Regions from separate parts of the Mus musculus genome. Here region 1 is linked to region 2. Evidence: chromatin contacts called from public promoter capture Hi-C data. All regions are on one chromosome and are shown on one strand. The core of a region is the stretch at or near the end of the contact, and the rest is flanking DNA. Distances in the headings are between cores, read along the strand shown.

Evidence for each region. Promoter capture Hi-C pulls out the DNA fragments that hold promoters and counts their contacts.
Region 1: a promoter capture Hi-C map of liver shows a contact between it and region 2, with 5 times the contacts expected there. The contact joins the promoter of Ngly1 here to the enhancer-like site in region 2. A contact is called at or near these places in 3 of 39 promoter capture datasets (hippocampal neurons, liver and pre-B cells), 6 of 115 datasets of contacts at active chromatin or transcription factors (astrocytes, bone marrow-derived dendritic cells, extraembryonic endoderm stem cells and 3 more) and 2 of 9 other capture datasets (liver and macrophages).

The regions. Positions count from the first base shown.
Region 1 is chr14:16,247,478-16,251,699 of GRCm38.p6, forward strand. Ngly1 (N-glycanase 1) reads left to right here and starts at 1,837. Exons shown (of 12, transcript NM_021504.3): 1 at 1,837-2,020. The coding sequence starts at 1,890. It also overlaps a transcript of Oxsm not described here.
Region 2 is chr14:14,099,673-14,103,886 of GRCm38.p6, forward strand. It overlaps Atxn7 (ataxin 7), which reads left to right. Exons shown (of 12, transcript NM_139227.4): 11 at 263-1,229; 12 at 3,635-4,214. The coding sequence ends at 3,652. Among named protein-coding and RNA genes, the nearest start is that of Psmd6, 19 kb to the right of the region's middle. Within about 2 kb of position 1,254, at least 7 of the 459 cell types and tissues checked have an H3K27ac peak or open chromatin away from gene starts, as enhancers often do. A contact at or near this core is called in liver, where this site is marked.

The DNA of each region.
Region 1 (4,222 bases), core at 587-3,086, 2.1 Mb after region 2:
CACATCCTTTACCACAAGCACAAGCAGAGGGAGTAACCTGGACATAGGGCAGGAGCATGTACTCTCAAAACCTAACTGCCTCCCATAATGCACTTTTCCTAACAAGGCTGCAGCAGCTGGCCTGCCTGTATCCTTTATATACTGGGATTACAAGGATCAGTCAACACTCACAGCAAATAGCTGGGAATACAGCATTTGAAGTTGGGCCACAAACATAATTATTACTTTGTTATGGACCAGAAAAAAAAATGCTAGTAGTTAGCCACTGAAAAATTTAAACAACAGCTAATAACATACTTTGTTGAACATAATATTCTCTTTCTAAGACTTATTCTTTCAAAGTCTCATAGATATACAATGTTCTTTGGCCACAGTCCATCCATTATCTCTCTTCCATCACCTTTGCCCTCCCCTTTAACCCCCCTTTCCCTCATCTGCCTCCTTCTTTCATGTCTTTGGTGGTGGTGGTAGTAGTGATATATGTATGTATGTATGTATGTATGTATGTATGTATGTATGTATGTATGTATATTTGATTCTCCTGCCTCTACCTTCCAAGTTTTGGGATTTGCCAACATGCCTAGCTGAAAACAATATTCTTGAAGTTGGTCTACAAACCTAAGTGCTAAAAATGTAGGTATATTTTACAGATGAATATTCAGAAGTTCTTGAAAATTCTCCGAAGAAATTGCCCAGAAACATTAAAAAACAACAGATAATAAAGTGTCAAACGAGGTCACATAAGTAAATATCTTTAAAACACAAAGCCAACAAGTACCTGCTACGTGCTAGTGATTCATATATGTAATTCCAGCTATTCAAGGTGAGTGGAGCATGGAAAACTCCTGACTACAAATCAAGGTCAAGTGCACTCTTAGTGGCATTTCAACATTAAAAAGTAATAAAAAAAAGCCAGGTAGTGGTAGACAAGCCTTTAATTCCAGTACTCAGGAGGCAGTGATCAGGTGGATCTGAGTTCAAGCTGATCTATAGCTGGAGTTCCACTTTACCCAGAACTATGCAGAGAAACCCTCTTCTGAAGAAGAAAAAGAAGTAATGAGGACTGAGTATGAAGCTCAGTGCTGGAGCCAATTTCCAGGGTTGATGTCAGTGACAAGGGCATCAGCTAAGGAGGTTAGTGATTCCCTTTCTAAGATAAATTAAGGATACTGGTAAGGGATATGCCAGTATGAGTCAAAGGATACAATGTGTATATAAACTTTATTTACTTGTTTGTTCCTCATTTTATTCTATTATTGTATATGGGTTTTATGCGAGTATCCATAGGACACTCCCAAAATGCTCCTTGCATCAGAATCATACCTTGTGAGCAACAACTGAGTTTTCATCAACAGAATTCGGAAAATACACAAATCAGAAACCCAGAAGAGTTCTGAGCTATGCTCTGTTTTTGAAGCCGGACACTAGTAACCAAAGGGCAAGACTGCAGTAAATTCCCGTGTGAGCCCAGCCTAGGCCACAGACCATGATCACTTTCCCTTCCCCATAACCGCCCCCACCCCACCCCACCCCCCAAAAAAAAGACATAACAAAAACTTGCTCGGTCTTCTGGAGTCTTTTCTTCCACAAAAGACTTTTATCTACCGTAAAAAGAAGGCTGTGCAATTATCTCTGGGACCCTACCCGACACAAGCAGCCACCACAGCTCGAGATCTACTCCACTGGCTCGGCCCCTTGTACCCCGTACCCCAACGTTCGCAACCGGCCTCTCCGCGGCTCGCCCCGCCCCTAGCCCCTCCCGGAACGCCCCGCCCCTCGGCTCCTCGCCCCGCCCTCTGGCCGCAGGCCTCTGCGGCGGCCTAGGCGCTCCTCAGCGCCTGCTCAGTGCGGGCCGCGGTGCGCGAGGTGGCGAAGGCCGCGGCGCAGCCATGGCGTCGGCCACACTGGGCAGCTCGTCGAGCTCTGCGTCCCCGGCCGTGGCCGAGCTATGCCAGAACACCCCGGAGACCTTTCTGGAGGCCTCCAAGCTGCTGCTCACCTACGCCGACAACATCCTGAGGTGCAGCCGGGGCCCTCGAGCCTGAGGGCCGCAGGCGGGCGGGGCCGCGGACACTCGGGCCTGAGGCGGGGCGGGCTGGGCGACGAGGGCCCGCCGAGGCTGTCACTGAGTTTGACAGCTGTGCTGTCCCATCTCGCTGCAGGATCCCGGCGCTGTGGCTCAGCCCGAGTGCCAGTTAAACGTTCACGCCGAGTTTGGCGGTTGACACATTTATAGTTTAAGTTACGAACTTTGTGTCAAGTCACCTTTGTACTGAGTGCAGCACTTTCCACAACTGGCTGGGAGTTTGAGTCAGCACCTCCCATGGCCGCTCCGGTCAAAGAGTGTGGGGAAGGGATGCGGAGGGGCAGACAGTGGAGGTCACTTCAGTTGAGCCCCTGGGCGCTGGCTCTTACAAACACACCGACCCGAAGTCTGTAGGAATTCTTAGTTTAAAGGCTGTACAGTTCATGCGGACCAGCTTTAGAGAGTTAGTTGTTAGAGACATTGAGGTGTTGTCCTGTACCCCAAACTGGCATGGAACTTGATCTGTACCCCAGAACTCATGCCAGTCACGACCTACCAAAAGCTGAGATTACAGGTGTGTGCCACCACAACCATAATTCTTCATTTAGGTGACATTAGTGATATTTAAAATATATTTGAAAAGGGAATATAATGTGATTCTATGCCAGATGTTATGCAGCATTTGGGCTTGCACATAATTGTGACTTGTGTGAAGATGGCCTTCCTCCTTTATGACACCTCAGCTTAACCCTGAGATCTCACAGCACCTCAGAGTACAAGGTGTCTGAAAGAACTCATAAGCTTGATTCTCCAGAGCCCACAGCTGGCGTTTCATACTGAATTGTTTAAGTCTTCAACCTCCCACCCCCATACATAAGAGAAGGATGGATTTGTAAAGACATTTCGATTCTGTTAGTACAATGAAACCAAAGATGCTAAGATCAGAGTACTTTGAAAGATAGCTTTGCATGCAGACAGTTATTTCGGATCATGACCATCATTATGAATATTTACTAAATTTCTTAAAGAAACTGGTTCATTTTACAGCCTTTACTGTGGCTTACATTTCTGATCTTGGAGTTTTTGTTTTATAAAGGAAATTAGAGCAGTTTGTAAGAGAAATGATTCAGGTTGATGTGAGAAAATGCTCCTTTAGTTTGTTTTCAACAAGTGTCCTTGTGTTCTTAGAATTCAAGGTCTGGCTTGGTTGGGAGATGATATCCTGCTTCTTCATGTCCAAATCCAGTGACTTCTTAACTCTTAAGGAAAAGCTCCATGTCTTCCTGGTCCCTGACCGCACATTATAATTATACTTCTGTAATTTGGTAGAGAAAATCAGGTTCCTCTTTGCATTGCTATTTTCTTTTAAACCCACTAGTGCCATAGTGGAGGCACTATTGAAGGCATATTGTCCCAGCATCTCATTTGCCTCAGTATCAGAACAATTTATAGAATGGATATGCAAATAAAAATGCATTAGCTTGTTTTGAAGTAGATACTTGTCACTGAAATCTACAATGAAATAATACTCTTAAATTTCTGCTTGAATATTTATCATATCCTAACAGTAATAAATCTAAATAAGCTCCAAAAGAAATGTGTGCTAATTTGTATGCAAAAGCTGCCACCCATTTTAGATAAGATGAGCTTACTATGGACTTTATCAAGAGCAAAACAAAGCAACTCTGTATTAGTTTTCCTGACATCACAGGTGAGCTGCTTAGCTAATTTGATTCATGAACCAGAGTTTGGTTTAGAACTTTTCATGTACCTAAGAATAATGTTGAACTTCTTATCCTCCTACCTACACCTCTAAGTTACAGGTGTGGGCTACCACAATTGCTGTTATGAGCTGCCACAGATTGAGCCAGGGCTCAATGAATGGGAGGCAAGCACTCTACCATCTAAATGGATCCCCTGTCCCTAGTTCATTTATTCTTTAATATAAATATTTGATATTGTACTGTTTTGTTTACAAAGCACACATAGTGTTTGACTATTAACTGTACTGAGTGAAGAACCAAGAATCAAACATAGTTTCTTTGTTCAAATAATATAAATGTATTTGGGAGAAGAAAGGTTTGAAAAACAGCTACAGTGTAACATCAAAGAACAATTCCAAGACAGTGTTAATGTCTCTGTCTTTATATTTTTATGTTAGGAGGTAGTAGGGAGACCAAACATGAGACATTTAGT
Region 2 (4,214 bases), core at 4-2,503:
GGTCTGAAGCTAGGGTTGTAGCGTGTGAACTCTACATAGACAGAGTATGCTTCCACGTTCCCCAGGAAGCATAAAGAACTGGAAGGAGCAATCCATCAGGACTGAGTCTGTGTTTTTAGATTGATTGATCTTGGTGAGAATATGTTTCTCAATACCAAATATAAAGGGGTGCCCATCCAAAACCATTCATGGCAGCTGTGATTATGGGAAGTATGTGTGACCAGCTTTGGTAATTCTCACCCATCATATCTCCTTTTTACAGGAAAATCCCACCAGTGCCCTGTACCACATCACCTGTTTCTGCCCGTGTTCCTCACCGGACAAATTCTGTGCCGACATCACAAGGTGGGATCAGCTACTTAGCAGCAACCACTGTCTCCGCGCCTCCAGTCCTGCTGTCGTCCACCTGCATCTCCCCAAATAGCAAATCGGTACCAGCTCATGGAACGACGCTAAATGCACAGCCTGCTGGTTCTGGGGCGATGGACCCTGTGTGCAGTGTGCAGTCCAGACAAGTGTCGGCTTCATCCTCACCCCCCTCCACGCCCTCGGGCCTCTCTTCCGTCCCCTCTTCCCCTCTGTCCAGAAAACCTCAGAAATGGAAACCTAGCAAGTCTATAAGGCCCAAGGAATCTTCTGCTCTCAGCACTAACTGTCACAATGCCAGTAGCAGTACCAGTGGTGGCTCAGGAAAGAAACGCAAAAACAGTTCCCCACTGTTAGTTCCTTCTTCCTCCTCTTCGTCATCCTCCTCCTCCTCCTCTTCTCATTCCGTGAACTCTTTTAGGAAAAACTGTGTGGCTCACTCTGGGACTCCATACCTGTCAACAGCACCATCTTCCCACAGCATCGGCCTCAACTGTGTGACAAATAAAACACACTCGGTGAGCCTCCGGCATGAGCAGGCAGGGCGGGGTCCCGCTGGTGTGAGCTCTGCAGAGCCCATCAAGAGGATGAGTGTAATGGTGAACAGCAGCGACTCCACTCTCTCTCTCGGCCCATTCATCCACCAGGCTAGTGAACTGCCTGTCAACCCACACTCACACACTCCTCTAGACAAACTCATAGGGAAGAAAAGAAAGTGCTCTCCAGGCTCTAGCACTGTTGGCAACAGTGGCAGCAAACCCACAAAGGTTGCCAAGTTGCCAGCTATGAACAACGTCCACATGAAACACACAGGCAACATCTCAGGGGCACAAGGATTGACGAACAATTCCCTCCTCCATCAGGTAGGAAGTGGACTCTGATCTGGACGTGTTTGTTGCCTCTTTCTTGGGGACTTTGGCCAGTTCTGAAAATTCTGGTTGGGTTGGTTGGTTTGCCTATAATGGATGCCCAGCTTTCGTGGTAATCTTTAACAGAGGAGAGCCCATGTCCGTGTGAAGGGGAATCTCCTCCGAATGTCCAATGCCTTGCAACAGTGTTCCTGAGTAAGCGTCAAGCAGGAAAGGTTATGCAGAGAGGCAATATCCTGATGCTGTTAGAGATGGAGGCAGAGAGCATTGTCTGTCTGCACAGACATTCCAGGCTGAAGTCAAACTGACGTAGTAAGCAACAATGACTTAAGACAACAAAACAAACAAACAAACCAACAAACCAACCTTAGGATGCGTCTCCTCTTGAGCAGTTCCAGGCATTCTGGTTAACTCGCACCCCTTTCTATTTTCAAGAGAGTTAGGGGAGAAGATTAGTGCCGGCGTGGCTGGAGCTTGACGCCTGTTCCGAGTGCATACTTAGAAGACAGTATCGTGCTTCCCATGAGCGGGAGGTGGCTAACTGGGTTCAGAGTAGTCGTGACTTCTTGTGCTGTGTCTTGTCTGTTCCTGGCTTTCCATTGGCTCCTTCTGACTGTCAGTCACACAGTTCTGTGTTCCAGCCTCTTTTGCACCACTTCCAGCTCATCTCTCATCCTGTTATTTCATCCATCAGGATATCTTCTCTCCTTGCTTACGAACAGGAATTGCAGAAGCAGCACCCCAGAGCCCTGACTTAAAAAGTGAGGCTCTCTTTTATGTTATTTTCCCTTTTCCTCATCCTCAGAATTTAACTGCTTAGGGATTTTTCAGAAAATAAGAAGGCACTTCCTATTGTAATTTACTTTTTTTAGTATTTATGTGAATTGATAATGTCAGAATTACTGGGGGAGATAGCTACTTATTTTCAAACTGGCTGCTTGTGTTGGCCTTATTGCAAATATGAACTTTGCTCTTAGTGTGTTTTGTAGTTACTCATAGTTATGATTCATGTAGCAGAAGTACAAACACAGCAAGAAACAATATACTCATCCCTCAGAACTGCCTCTGAGTGTAGTATCCTCCCAGGAGAGGGGGCAGCATTGTACCCCACCTTCATGTAGACCGTTACACTTGTGTTCACCTTACTTCTCCTCACAGGTAACTGATGGGAATGCTGAAGGTTGAGGTGGTCGTTCTAGACAGCAGGGACTAACAGTGCTTAGGGAGGGTGGGCATGGGTATTGTCCCACGGGTATGTAGCAGCTCTTTCCTGTCTTGTCGCCAGTTTAAAGAGAAATTGCAGAGCTGCGCTCACATGTGAATTTTCTCTTTACCACCCCCACCCCCCCATTTTAAAAGTCAGCTACAGCTTACGTACCTGTTGGACAATTTGGGTCATGATCCCAAAGTGTTTTCCTTCTGCCTGTTATGATAGGGTTGGAGCTCGTCTCCAAGAAGACCAGGTGGTCTTTAAATTTAGGTTCTGAAAATCAATCTCAGCTCAAGATTACATTGTAGAAAGATTTCCTCTGTTGAGGATGTTTTTGTTTTTGTTTTTATTATTATACTTCACAAATCCTAGGAACCCTGTGGCTTCCAATCAGAGGACATATGTGAACCTTACAAGCTGTTTTTCAACTTTATCTGTCAGTGGGAGGAATCTTACAGCTGCATACAAATCTCAGAACTCATGACTTAAAAGTACTTTAAAGAATGCTATCCCTAAAACGGCATGATGGCACATGTATTAAATCCCAGCATTCTAGAGACAGAAGCAAGCAGGTCTCTCAGGGCTACACAGAGAGACCCTGTCAGAAAACAAAATAAACACTTTTTGTAGAGAAGTAGAAATCACAAGTTTGCTATCTCTTGTGGAGGATACTTGTGCTTGGATTGGCTAGTCTCTGAACAGAGAAGTGAAGTACAGAGCCCACAACATAGCAGTGTGTAGCCCCTCCCTGGCCTGCAAATCCGTTCTTGCTTGGCTTCTAGATTTTAAATTACCCCGTGGGAAGGCCAGAGTTCTCTCCCTATGCTGTAAGCAGTGCCTTGGGTTTAGACCTCCAGACCTGTGTGTTAGCACATCGAGTTTTCTGAATTAACAGCCTAGAATACCTTCAAGGACACAAGTTTAAAAAATGAAAACAAACAAAAAATTCCACCTTAGATTAGAAGGAAACCGGAGGGCTAGACCTCCACACAGCGGCCTCTTGTTGCCCGTTTGTTTTTGGTTTTGTTTTTGTTTTTTGAAAAACAAAGCTTCAGGCTGGTCCTGTAATGGCTTTCCCCGACCCCAGCAGGTCAGGGAGCTTAGGTACGGGATGATACCCTGGTGTAGAGTCGGGAGCACTGCATCCAGCCACTTACTTATGTATCTCCTCATCCCTCTGTTTTGAAAGCCAAAGGCACGACCCTGACAGCTGACAGTACCACTGGAAGGAATAATCCAGACATTTTTGAAGACAAGCTACGCCTCTGCTCAGCACTCTGGACTCCACGATGCCTTTGAGTCTCTTTTTCTAACTCCTGTGGGCCTTCAGGGTAACCTCTGGCTGTTTGACAAGGATTTCCCGAAGCTGTGTCTGTAGCAGTGAGTACAGGTAAAGAACACTGGATCACCTCAGCCACCGGATTGCTCTCAGTGTTAAAGTGGTCTGGACTGCTTGCTCCCAATCCGTGAGAAGTTTGTGTTTGTATTGTGTTTTGTTTTGTTTTTTCATTTGGAGCATATCATGGAGTCACTCTTGAAGTAGATTGGCTGGGGAGGATCATTTCTGTAGCCTTGCCTTCCTTTTTCTTTGCCATCTGTCAGTCAGGCTCCAGAAGGTAGGCACCTTAACTGGAGACTGAAGGCCTCCAAGGAAAGGGGAGTGAGCTGCATCCTGAGAGCCTCCTAGAGGATACCTGGCTTTAGAGTTTTATAGCGCTGTTGAGGAATAGTACACTGAGATGTTTGTTGGTCAGTGCGTCATGACATAG